2 separate regions of the Triticum aestivum genome follow, and region 2 is linked to region 1. The links are chromatin contacts, called in public Hi-C maps. All regions are on one chromosome and are shown on one strand. The core of a region is the stretch at or near the end of the contact, and the rest is flanking DNA. Distances in the headings are between cores, read along the strand shown.

Evidence for each region. Hi-C and Micro-C count contacts between places; a contact is called where the count stands out from the background.
Region 2: a Hi-C map of leaf shows a contact between it and region 1, with 4 times the contacts expected there. The contact joins the promoter of LOC123070592 here to the promoter of LOC123070590 in region 1. A contact is called at or near these places in 3 of 5 Hi-C or Micro-C datasets (leaf and an unstated tissue) and 1 of 1 datasets of contacts at active chromatin or transcription factors (leaf).

What each region holds. Positions count from the first base shown.
Region 1 is chr3B:501,929,186-501,935,998 of IWGSC CS RefSeq v2.1, reverse strand. It overlaps LOC123070590 (protein MALE DISCOVERER 1), which reads left to right and starts at 2,084. Exons shown (of 13, transcript XM_044493854.1): 1 at 2,084-2,315; 2 at 3,225-3,485; 3 at 3,598-3,730; 4 at 6,408-6,479. The coding sequence starts at 3,395.
Region 2 is chr3B:502,257,716-502,263,825 of IWGSC CS RefSeq v2.1, reverse strand. It overlaps LOC123070592 (pentatricopeptide repeat-containing protein At1g30610, chloroplastic), which reads left to right and starts at 1,936. Exons shown (of 9, transcript XM_044493855.1): 1 at 1,936-3,551; 2 at 4,263-4,454; 3 at 4,735-4,816; 4 at 4,916-5,107; 5 at 5,209-5,322; 6 at 5,657-5,747; 7 at 5,815-5,972. The coding sequence starts at 2,245.

The DNA of each region.
Region 1 (6,813 bases), core at 835-3,334:
AGCTAAGGGGAAATCCCCACACCACCAATCAAGCCAGAACCGAACAAAGGACCCATTCCCCACCAAAAACTTGATGTGAGCTCTGAAATCATCTCGCACTTTAACCAGATCACGCCAGGACAATGAGCCACCCGCGACCAAGGCAAAGAGGGGACTACCATTGGGGAAGTACTTGTTTTCAACAGGGCAAACCACAGAGAGCCGGGGCCCGTAGTGCGAATCTTCCACCACCACTTGATGATCAGGCACTTGTTCATGATTGAAGTGTTCAGAATACCTAGACCGTTGTAGGATTTGGGGCGACAGATGTGCTGCCATTTAACCAGACAGTATTTTCGGCGGTTATCAGCAGCATTCCAGTAAAAGGCACTCCTATGTTTGTCGAAACCCGCATGGGTCCCATCGTTGAGACGATAGAAACCCATTGTGAACATGGGAAGGGAAGGCATGCATTGGTGAGGCATACCTTGCCCGCGCTGGTGTTGTACCTACCACGCCAGGGCATGACCCGATTGCCAACCTTGGCGACAAGGGGTGAACAATCTTTAGCGTGTAGTTTGAAAGGAGCAATAGGAAGACCAAGATACTTAAAAGGGAACGACCCACGCTGACAATTAAGCCGTTGGGAAACTCTTAACGCCTCGTGCTCGGTCACCCCAATGGCCAGAGCTTCACTCTTAGAGAAATTGATTTTCAGACCTGAGAACGATTTAAAACAGAGCAAAAGAAATTTCAGAGCCAGACAAAGATCACCGAGCTCGACCATGATGATAGTGTCATCTGCATACTGAAGGTGTGATACCCCTTCCGGGATGAGGTGCGAAATTACAGGGGAAATATGGCCTGCCACGGAGGCCCTCAAGAGAATACAAGAAACACATCTGCAACTAGGGATGAAAACAGACGGAAATGGGTGCTACCACATTTGTTTTCATATTTCTTTGCAAAAGAGGAAACGAATACAAAAACCCCGGAAATGAATACGGAAACAGATACTAGCGGAAACGAACATGGAGCGAATACAAAACGGACACGAAAACAGAAGTGGGCATTGACCGAAAATTAAAAATCCCTTGAATCATAAATAAGTACACACCAAAACAAACAAATTTAATGAATTGCTGACATGGCTATAAAATAATATGATTATGTTAGGAACTTAGCATAGTATTGTAGTACTGGCAATTGCGTATAGAATCTAGTTGAGTACGTCTGTGTTGGTAGAAGTTGAGCCTTGAATGATCCATTCTAATCATTGTGTCATTGTGTATTGTTTGGTGGTTGGGCTACAAAGCAGCCACATGGCTATAGTAAAAAACAAAAATTTCATATTCACGGAAACGGAAAGTTCCGTCTCCACACCTGTTCCATCATAAAACACCGTTCCGTTTTTGTTTTCATTTCCAATAAAATATTATGTTTCCATTTCCATTTTGCAAATTTCAATTTTTGTTTTCATATTTCCTCTTCGTTTTCATATTTCAACCGGAAAAACGGAAAGTTTTCACTCCATTTTCATCCCTATCTGCAACGAAGTTAAAGAGAAGCGGGAGAAATGTGATCCCCTCGCCGCAGGCCTCTATCGTTGGTGAAGAAGTTACTAATCTGTCATTAACCGCCACAGCAGTGTGCCCATCAGAAACAAACCGCACAAGCCTATGCACGTAGGCTCCATCATTATCCTAAGTTTTTTTCTTTAAGAGGAGGCGGCGGCTATGTCTGAGCCTTGCAATAAACAGAAACATAATCAGCTTGTCCTAGTGTTCTCTATGCTGTCACATGAATAGACTGAAAGTTTTTCCCGTAAAATTAATAAAAAAGATTAAGATACAACTGCCCGGATACTCTGTACCTTCATTCCCCTCACCAGATATCGAAATAGCAGTGGGTTGGAGGCAGGCAGGCAGGCTGGAGACTGGCGCGCACGACAAGAGGCAACGACACACAACGTGGGAGCCAACAAACAGACAGGACGTGAATAATAATCTGGGAAGCAAAGAAATAGAAAAGAAAGAAAGAAAGATAACAAGGATACTGGCGGACAGCTAGGCCCGAGCCGGGCATCAATAAAATCGGCAAAAATCATTCCAACTTAAAAAATTCGCCCTCCTTCCTTTGCGCGTCCCACCTGTCCCGCCGCGGGCCCACCGCACGTCTCCTCCTCCGTCCACCCCCTCTCTCTTTCGCGCCCGCCGCCGGCCACCGTCACCGTCACCGTCCCCCCCTTGGAGGATCTCCCCGGGAGGGGAGGGAAGCCTCCGACCGGCGAACGCCGACCATCCTCCTGTTCGTTTCGAAAATCCAGAAAAAAACGGGTAAGGCCAGGAGGCTTCCGCTGACTACCTCTGAATTTTACTCCATTTAAAAGCATTTCGCTGTATCAACCTTCGAGATTCTCGACCTGCTTGGTTTAATGTCAAGTACCCTTAGCAGCAAGAGAAAAGAAGGAGGCGATTTTTGCTGCAATCGCATTTGGCGTCGCTGAGGATGCCTGATTGCAATTGGTTTATAAAAATGTTAAATGGGATGGGAGCATAGTTTATTGACATCTGTGATGATGAGCACGAAAGGATTTCTGCAATTTTAAAAAGGCTAGGCGTCGAACCCGTCGCCGGCGACGACGAGGCTCGCGTGGGCTGCGGAGCCCTTTGTCATGGCCCTCGACAGCGACCGTCCTGTCCGATTCTTTAATCCCGACCCGGTATCCCAGCGCGGAATCGTCTGACAGATGGCCGTGGAATTCTTCCGCCCCATTTTTCCTCCAAGAAAACGCAATCTTAGACATTGGGAGATTGGAGCGCCATTAAAAATTTACTATCTTCCCTTGTCTGCTGCTCTGAATATTATATACTACTACTAGTGTATTTTTCTTCTCTAGCTGTGTTGTCCTTCTTGATTTTCTCCGACTACTACTACTTGTTCCTCCAAGAACGGACGACCGCTGTTTCCCTCTCCCCTCCTCCGTCTTCCTCCTCCCCTCCGTTCCCCAACGCCGCGGCGTGTAAGCTTCTCTTCTCCATCTCCTCGGATCGAATCGCGTGCGGCGTAAGCGAAATTGGCAGAGGCGAATCACCAGGCAAAAAGCCAAAGCTGCTCCTTTGCTTTTTGAGCGACGCAAGTTTCCTCTGCTCCCCCCCCCCCCCCCCCCCCCCCCCCCCCCCCACACACACACACACTCACACACACACGTTTCTGAGCTCTTTTTGTCTCTGTCTTTCTTGCAGGCGGCCGCAGGAGCGGGAGCGTGTCGTCAGGCTTTGCTCTGCTGCCGTGCCAATAAGGGTTAAGTAGGCGCCGCGCCACGCCATGGGCGTCCCTCGCGCCTGACCATGCACTCCAGGCTGCTCAAGAGGCTCGCCAAGAGGATCATGTGAGCCGCCGCGCGCCAGTGGAAATGTGGGAGATGGACGCGCTGCTCTACTGCGCGGTTGTCGCGCTGGCGCTTCAGTGCGTCTGCTGTGGCTGCTCCGCGATCAACCTTGAAGGTAGGGGGCAGACAGCTCGCCGGTGTTGTTTTCTTTTTTGGTGCTTTTGGGGGTTGAGCTCTTGGGGTTCTGGTGTGGCTGATCGATTGGGGTTTTGGTGCTCGTGCTGCAGGCTCAGCGCTGCTCAAGTTCCAGTCTAGGGTGGAGGAGGATCCGCATGGCGCCATGGCAGGCTGGAGCGCGCGGGACGCCGACCCTTGCGGTTGGAACGGCGTCCGCTGCGCCGATGACAGGGTTGTGATGCTGTGAGTTGGATGATTTCCTCTTTGTTTTCTTCCTCCTCAATGTTTACTAGTGGCTCATGAGTCTATTTGGAAAATGGAAATGCAGTTCATCTTCTGTTTAACGGGTCTTCCATTTGACTGTATCCTTCTCTCTTCAAGAGTTGTTTTAGTGTTGATTTATTGTTGAATGGATGCTGCATCGGCAACTGCCCCTTTTATTCCTAGTTTTCTCCTTCACAGTTATCGTGGTTTGACTTTCTTGAGTACTAAATGCATCAGTTGAGTCTATTGAGTTACTGTCAACACAAGCATGTCTCCGCTTTGTGTAGCAATTCAGAGAAGGTAGAAGCAAAGAGGCTCAACCATTAACGGACTAGATATTATGAAGGATTTTAGGAGTGCATTCGTATTTTTTTTCTACATAGCAGTTAGAAAAATTAGTACTCCTAAAATATTTCATTTTCAGGAGTGGTACCCTTTTTTGGGCTGAATAAGGAAAATGAAATATTATGTACATAAATGACCAACTCTGGTTTCTTTGGTAAATACTATACTGAATATATACTCTTGAAAAATTAGTACTCCTAAAATATACTACTACTTCTTTGGGCTGAATAAGGAGCAACTCTTAAGGATTTTTTTTTTCTCGCCTATCTTGAATTTACCATGGATGCATTGTTCGCAAATTCCCAGAAAATGTTTTCTTTGGTAGCTGGAAGCCTTTTCACAAGCTTATATGAAGCTTTAACACAATCAGAAATCTGGTTATTAGAACTACTTGTTCATTCCACCAACACGAACAAGTCGCTACAGCTAAGTTGTTATGATTTGTTTCTTCTGCTGCTGGTATTCTCAATTTTGTGATGTGGGATTCTTGACCTATAAAGTGAGACTGTTGGCTTAGAGCATCTCCAATAGATGGTCCAAATGTAAAAGTACCTAACTTTTGGACCGCCTGGGGCAAAAAATGCTGCTCCAACAGACGGTCCATATGCAAAAAAAATTGGACCGCGGCCTCCTCGTGATGTAAAATACAACACCTCGCGGTGCAAATTTACATCACGAGGTGCATCTGGTCCAAAACCAGCCGCCGCCCGCGAACGCCCAACCGCCACTTCATTTCCTTTCCCGCCCGCGCCCGTCCGCCCGCCCGAAGACCAGCCGGCCGGAATCCGCCGCCGCGACCGCCCAAAACCTCGCCGTCGGCGCCAACGCCCTCCGCCGCCGTCGCCCCCGTCGCCTCCCTCGCCGGTAGCCGGCTCGCAGCCGCCCGGCCGTCGCCGAATCGGGAGGCAGCCGGCGCGGGATTGGGCGCCTCCGGCGGTCCGGCTGCCGCGGTAGGCCTCCGCCGGGTCTTAGGCTGCCGCCGACCTCCTTCCCGTCAGCCGTGAGCCTGTCCACGGCCGTTGCGCCCGCCGCACGACCGCCGCACCAAGCCCCCCGCCCGGCTGCCGAACTATTCTTCGCCGCCCGCCGAGCTCCTCTTGGCCGGCCTCCAAGCTCATTTCTTATCACCGCCGCCGTCCGGAGCCGACCGCAGCCATCAGCAGCAGCCAATCCAACCGGCGGCCATCTTCTTCCACCGCGCGCACAAGGTGTTCGACGGAATTCCCCGCGGCTGCTGGCCGGTTTTGGACCATGAATTTGGACCATCTATTGGAGTTGCTCTTTTGGACCATGAATTTGGACCATCTGTTGGAGTTGGCCTTGTTTCGGAGCTCCCAAACACACTTTTTGGCGGTCCAAATTTTACATCTCCGGTCTTGGACCGTCAAAATTTGGACCATCTATTGGAGATGCTCTTATACAATAACATTGAAGGTCCAAAATGGGGGCTACCTTTTATTAGCTAGCTTGATTAGATTTTTTTTGGCAAGTTTGTTCAAGTGAATCATCATCAACAGAATGTTGTACTCAGCCTATATAAGATCACTGGTTGGCACAGTATAGCTTATGTTTATATCATAGATTTTCGCGTGTGACCCGTCTTCAAGATTTTACCTCCTATTATTCAGAGAATGTTCCAAAGTTTTGCACACCTCTTCATTACAAAGAGAATCAAGGTCTATCCGATGATACCACCAAGCTGAACAAAAAGAAAAGAAATTGCAACCCCCAAACAAGTAGGAACACTAGAAAATTTTATGAAGGCGGTTTATGCATGTGAGAGCCTGGCTTAATAGGAATGAGAGACTACTCATATCAACAAGGAATTCCTTCTTTTCCGGGAGCCCATTCGGAAAGAACTCCAAAGTTAAGCGTGCTTGGCTTGGAGTAATTCTAGGATATGTTGCTCTGGTGCCACCTCATCTAGATCTTGTAAGCGAAACATGATAGTCCAGAACCCCTCAGGATATGTTGCTCTGGTGCCAAGTTGACTTCCATACGCCAGCCACCTCATCTAGAAGTTTACCATATGAAGGAAAATGTTTGTTTTCTACTCAGTTAATCATCAAGCATTTACCTCATCATCGCTACTTGTTTTTATATTTTAGGTCGAAAAGTTTATGGTGACTCCATATGTTTTAATAGAATCTTTTGTTATTCAAGATGATTCTGTTTTGCATTCAAGATTACCTTCTAATTCCTGCGGTGTACCACAACTTTACCACTCTTGTTCTATTTCAGTATTTTTGAGGGGTTCTGGCTTGATTTATCATCTTAAGGTTTGTACTTACTGTGAACTATACTCTTGCAGGAACCTAAAAGATCTCTCATTAAGAGGTACCCTGGGTCCAGAACTAGGAGGTCTTAGTCATCTGCAGGCTCTGTAAGTACACAATTTTGTATTTATGCTTGTGCAACAAATATAAATTGCTTGCCATGAGCAACAATATATTGGTATTTTTGCTAAGCTATCTGTTTGCAATATGGTAAAGAGATAAATAGGTAATTCTGTAGTGGTTACTGCTTTGTCTTACCTTCATAAGTTTCTTGCCAGATATGAGTATCTAAACAAAGTCAATTTGCTTAAAAAATGTCAACCAACAATCAGTTAGGACATTTCAAGTGTATATATCTAACCAACCGACAACTGTTAGGTTCCATCCTTTATAGAACAATGATGTGTGCATATCAGCTTACCTCTGTGGGTCAAATATGAG
Region 2 (6,110 bases), core at 687-3,186, 330 kb before region 1:
GGCGCGTCGGGAGGAGTCCTACTCCCACCGGGAGTAGGACTTGCCCCCTTTCCTAGTTGGATTAGGACTTGGGAGGGGGAAAGAGGAGGGAGAGAGGAAGGAAGGGGGGCGCCACCCCCCTCTCCTTGTCCTATTCGGACTAGGGGGGAGGGGTGCGCGACCCAGCCCTGGCCGCCTCTCCTCTTCTCCGTAAAGGCCCACTAAGGCCCATTAGCCTCTCGGGGGGTTCCGGTAACCTCCCGGTACTCCAGTAAAATCCCGATTTCACCCGGAACACTTCCGATATCCAAACATAGGCTTCAAATATATCAATCTTCATGTCTCGACCATTTCGAGACTCCTCGTCATGTCTGTGATCACATCCGGGACTCCGAACAACCTTCGGTACGTCAAAACATATAAACTCATAATATAACTGTCATCGTGACGTTAAGCGTGCGGACCCTACGGGTTCGAGAACTATGTAGACATGACCGAGACACGTCTCTGGTCAATAACCAATAGTGGAACCTGGATGCTCATATTGGCTCCCACATATTCTACGAAGATCTTTATCGGTCAGACCGCATAACAACATACGTTGTTCCCTTTGTCATCGGTATGTTATTTGCCCGAGATTCGATCGTCGGTATCTCAATACCTAGTTCAATCTCGTTACCGGCAAGTCTCTTTACTCGTTTCGTAATACATCATCCCGCAACTAACTCATTAGTTGCAATGCTTGCAAGGCTTAAGTGATGTGTATTACCGAGAGGGCCCAGAGATACCTCTCCGACAATCGGAGTGACAAATCCTAATCTCGAAATACGCCAACCCAACATGTACCTTCGGAGACACCTGTAGAGCACCTTTATAATCACCCAGTTACGTTGTGACGTTTGGTAGCACACAAAGTGTTCCTCCGGTAAACGGGAGTTGCATAATCTCATAGTCATAGGAACAGTATAAGTCATGAAGAAAGCAATAACAACATACTAAATAATCAAGTGCTAAGCTAACGGAATGGGTCAAGTCAATCACATCATTCTCCTAATGATGTGATCCCGTTAATCAAATGACAACTCTTTGTCCATGGCTAGGAAACATAACCATCTTTGATTAATGAGCTAGTCAAGTAGAGGCATACTAGTGACACTCTGTTTGTTTATGTATTCACACATGTATTATGTTTCCAATTAATACAATTCTAGCATGAATAATAAACATTTATCATAATATAAGGAAATAAATAATAACTTTATTATTGCCTTTAGGGCATATTTCCTTCAAGGCGCCAGTAGGAGAGGTGTTTAATGCCGGGCAGCACAGGGACGGACGTGTGGCGCTCGGGGCACCGGAGTAGGTTCCTCGACACACGTGTTGATTTAATGGCGGTAGGCATGCTGACATATGCCGTTTCAATGCAACGATAAGGCATGCGTAGCGGGCGACACTCTTGGCCGGCGCACCGCTCCAATGCTGGCTCTAGTGAGCGGCCGCATCTGCTCTGGCCTACATGAATGCGGAGCTGGTGCTCTAGTGGGAAAGCGCGGGAGGGAGAGTGGTTTTGTGTGGGCCAGGTTTGTTGGACGCTTGCGTAGCAGCGGTTCGGACTCCTGCAAAGCCCCACGATTTGCTTTCGGTTTGCAGAAAAAAGGACGCCAGGGCCGGCCTGTGGACGGATGCAGGACCACGCGGTCCGGGCGGTTGCAGGTGGTCGGTGTTGGAGATGCCGTCGGAGACGGCAACGACAGGGGCATACTTTTGCAAATTTTCAATTTGTTTGTGTAGATCTGAATTTTTTTTTGAGCGAATCTGAAAGACAACATTTTAGAAAGAATCGAAGAGACAATGATGTGCAAGAAGGAATAGCAGGCCATGGGCCTTGAGTGATCACAATCGGGCAACGCCATTTTTGGGCCCGTCGGGTAAAATATCATCATCGCCGTTCTCTCTCCGCAGTCGAAGCACGCGCACCCCTTCCTTCCCAGCTCCCTCTCTCCCCCGCCTCCCGAAGAGGAGATAACGCAGGACAGGAAGGTACTCGCGCTCTGACTCCTCTGAATCCATCTGCCTCCGTCAAAGGATTCTTGCCGTGCTCTTCCAGCGGCGCCCTGCGTTCCCCAGCTAGGGCCGGCCGATTTTTCGTCTTTTTTAAAATATTTCATTCAGTTCCGCCACCTGCCGAAGTAGCGAGTTTCTCGGTGGAGGCTGCTACCACAAGAATGCGGTAGGGGCTGCGAACCCACCGGCCGACCAGGGGCGATGGCGGGGGTGCCGCCAAACGCGAGCATGGGGCTGCTCAATCTGGGCGGGTGCGGGGTTTTGCTCCCCTCCCTGCCGCCTAAGTCGAGCGCCGGTCACGGCTTTTTGGTCCCGAGGAGGGACGTCTCCGCGTCGCCGTTGAGCTGGGGTTTGGTCAGACGAGGCAGGTTTCTTGATGCCGGGTTCCGGGCGGCGGGTGCCTTGGCTAGCGGCGAGGCCGGTGCCGGCTCGTCGGAGTTGCGGCACATCGAGAAGGAGCTCACTTTTAGCCCCACATTCACCGACTATGTGAAGATGATGGAGTCGGTGAAGTTGGACAGGAGCAAGAGTTTGCAGGGAGGCGATTCGGATGGCCGGGGTTCCAGGAGGAGGTTCGCGGGCGATGGCGATACATCGGCTGGTAGGCGAGATGATAGGGAGTCAGTTGATCCAAGGAAGAAATCATTTGAGAGGAATAGAGGGGCTCAAAGGGACAGAGGGGGTGACCAAGGTAGGGGTGAGAGGTCAGCGATGAATGACAGCGCAGCAGAATTTGCTGGATTGGTGGGGAAAAGAATAGTGGGTGATGTTAAAAATAGCAGTGATGGTCAGAGGAAAGTTGAAGAATATGTACAGAGAAGAATAATTCGAGGCGAACGAAGCCGAATTGGGGACAGTACTGACAGTGACAACCGCAAGCAGTTTTCATCAGCATCATATGTGAAGACTAGAGATAATAAAGGTGGTGTGGTTGTTCATGAATCAGCAGGGAACAGGCATGCCCAGTCAAATGCACGGAAGGATTTACAAGGACGGGCAACTTCTGTTGTAAGTCGTACTTCTGTGACTCGGGATAGCAGCGTTATATTGAGGAACACCAGGCCTACCAATGCAAGAAGTAATATACACGAACATGACTTCAAATATCCTAGGGAGGGAAAAGTTTCCAGTAGTGAGGTCAATGCTGACAGTAAATTTCAAAGATACCAGCAAAGAACAGAGAATTCAGGAAGAAATCTTGTAGGTAGTTTTAGAGATAATAATGTGGACTATAGCATACCTACTGTAAGCAAAGGATACGGCCATACACAAACATTTTCTGAGAATTATGGTCATCGGATTGATAGTTTGGAGCATGGAAAACCTGAAACAATTCGAATGCACAGAGGAGAAAATGTTCAACAGGGGAAGTTTGTTAGAAGAGATTCAAATGCTGTCGTTGATGATAGGGCTGCTTTCAAGACTTTTGAGGCATTCACTGATGTCAGGAACAGGCCACGGGCTCTTCAAATGGAAATAGAAGAGAGGATTCAGAAATTAGCTAGTCGGTAAGTCTTCATATAATTGCTTGTATTCTAATGCTTTCTGCCATATAAGTTGAACATAGCATCCTCTTATTTTTGTTTGACAGGTGCAATAGCCTCTTTTAATTTGGAAAAATATGGTCCATGATGGTAGTTTACATGTACTCATTAATATTATAATTTTTTATTCAAATTGTATTTAAACTGCTTTGTATCTTCACTAGAGGCACAATTTATCATCATCATTCACATCAAATATACGATAACTCTAAAGGTCTAACCTACTTAGCTTACATTCCCGCTGATCCTTATAAATTACTACATGATAAATAATTCTAAGTGATAATACTGAACTTCTAGAAAGGTCTCGCTCAAATATATTCTTCTGACGCTTAGTGGTTATATGCACAGTTTATAAAGCGGGAATATGTATTCCTTAATCATTATCAGATCGTTCCAACAATAAAAATTACTACCAAGCTATTATTTACATTGTGATGCCTAGATGCAAATTATTATTTACAGTTTGTTTTGGAGAATTCTTGTATACATTTATGCAGATAATTATTTAAAAAGTACATTACTGACGGTAACCCAGCAATGGAACTTGTAAGCTGAGCTGACTACAAAAATATTTTTGTATTTCGTGCTTTCCGCAACTGATTATGATTAATCACGATGAGTCACCATTATCATATATTTTTAGTTAATATCGTACAATTCTATATTTTGAAGGCTCAATGCTACAGATGTAAATACTCCAGAGTGGAAATTCTCCAAGATGATTCATGATGCACAGATCAAATTCACTGATCACTCTATCCTAAGGGTTGTTCAGATATTGGGTCGATATGGAAACTGGAAACGTGTTCTGCAAGTTGTTGAATGGCTTCAATCACGTGAAAGATTCAAGTCCTACAAGAGCAGGTAGAATAGCTGCCCACTTATATGTTTCTATGTTTCTTATCGATCTTAAATCTGCATTTTTTGTTTTTGTATCATGCATTTTAACTGCTTTGATATATGTAGCACAATTATAGTGCTACCAAGTTGTTAACCATATGAATAAGTTGGTTGATCTATGTGCGCATGCTTAAAGTAGTTTCTTGGATTAATTTTTCTTGGTACCTCCACATGATCTCATTAAACGGGTACACTGCTTAGTATATAAAGTGCATATGATCTTTATAAGCACCTTCTGATGTAGGTATATTTATACAACAGTCCTTGATGTTCTTGGGAAGGCAAAGAGACCTTTCGAGGCATTGAATGTATTTTACACCATGCTGGTATAACTTGTACTTATCTTCATCTTATTTTATGCAAAAATACTTATCTTCATCTTATGGTCATCTTATTTAGATGCTGTTCCTATATTTCATTTGCAGGACCAATTATCTTCTTATCCTGACATCGCAGCTTATCATTGTATCGCTGTTACTCTTGGGCAAGCTGGTCTTGTGAAAGAACTATTTGATGTGATTGATTGCATGCGTTCCCCTCCTAAGAAGAAGTTTATGGTGGGCCCCGTTCAGAATTGGGATCCTCGGTTGGAACCAGACCTCATTGTATACAATGCGGTTAGTTCATTTGTAGCAAACATGATATTTGCATGGAATCAGCACAGCATTAGCATGGTGAAGTTTATCAGTTGAACATAACTGCTTCTGCTCATCTGTAGGTTTTGAATGCTTGCGTTCAACAAAAGCAGTGGGAAGGGACATTCTGGGTACTGCAACAGTTGAAAGAGAAGAATATTCGCCCAACTAATACAACATATGGTCTTGTAATGGAGGTAAGCTGATCGTGATACACATACAATACAATATGACACACTCTTTGTATTCTCTCCCACCCAACTATGCTGGGCCCTGAAGGGGAACTTCTACAGACCTCTAGATTTTCTGCAGCATAACAAAGCATTTTTAAAAATATTTTTTTGATCGAACTACACATGAAAGTGCCCTGGTTTCCTAAGAGCAGCTCATTATACAGAATGTTTCACCTGTATTTTTTTAACTTAAGCTTGGTTCTTTTCTGATTTCCACAACACCATGTTATATATAGTAAGCGCAATTCTTGTGCAACATAATCCATTTTTAGTCTAGTTTAACTTCATGGCAGTGCAGGTAATGCTTGTTTGCGGCAAGTATAACTTGGTGTATGAGTTCTTCGACAGGGTGAAGCAAAAATCAATACCTGGTGCATTGAACTATAAAGGTAATAACTACAAGTTGAATAAATGGGTAGTTTAAAGTTCAGGTCTGAGACTTCATGCTGGTTACAGTTCTCGTAAATGCACTCTGGAGAGAAGGAAAGATTGATGAAGCAGTCATGTCCGTGAAGGATATGGAAAATCGTGGAATTGTTGGTTCAGCTAGTCTCTATTATGACCTTGCTCGGTGCCTTTGCAGTGGAGGGCGGTGCAAAGAAGCACTTCTCCAGGTTTGGCTTATACAAGTGCAGTTAATGAGTTAATGTGTAATAACATTTGCCACAGCCCAGCGAAATTCCTTTTGTTAGCTAATTTCACCTTGATTTACTTGCAACTGTCAATTCTTTATTTTTTAAATGTGAGAATAA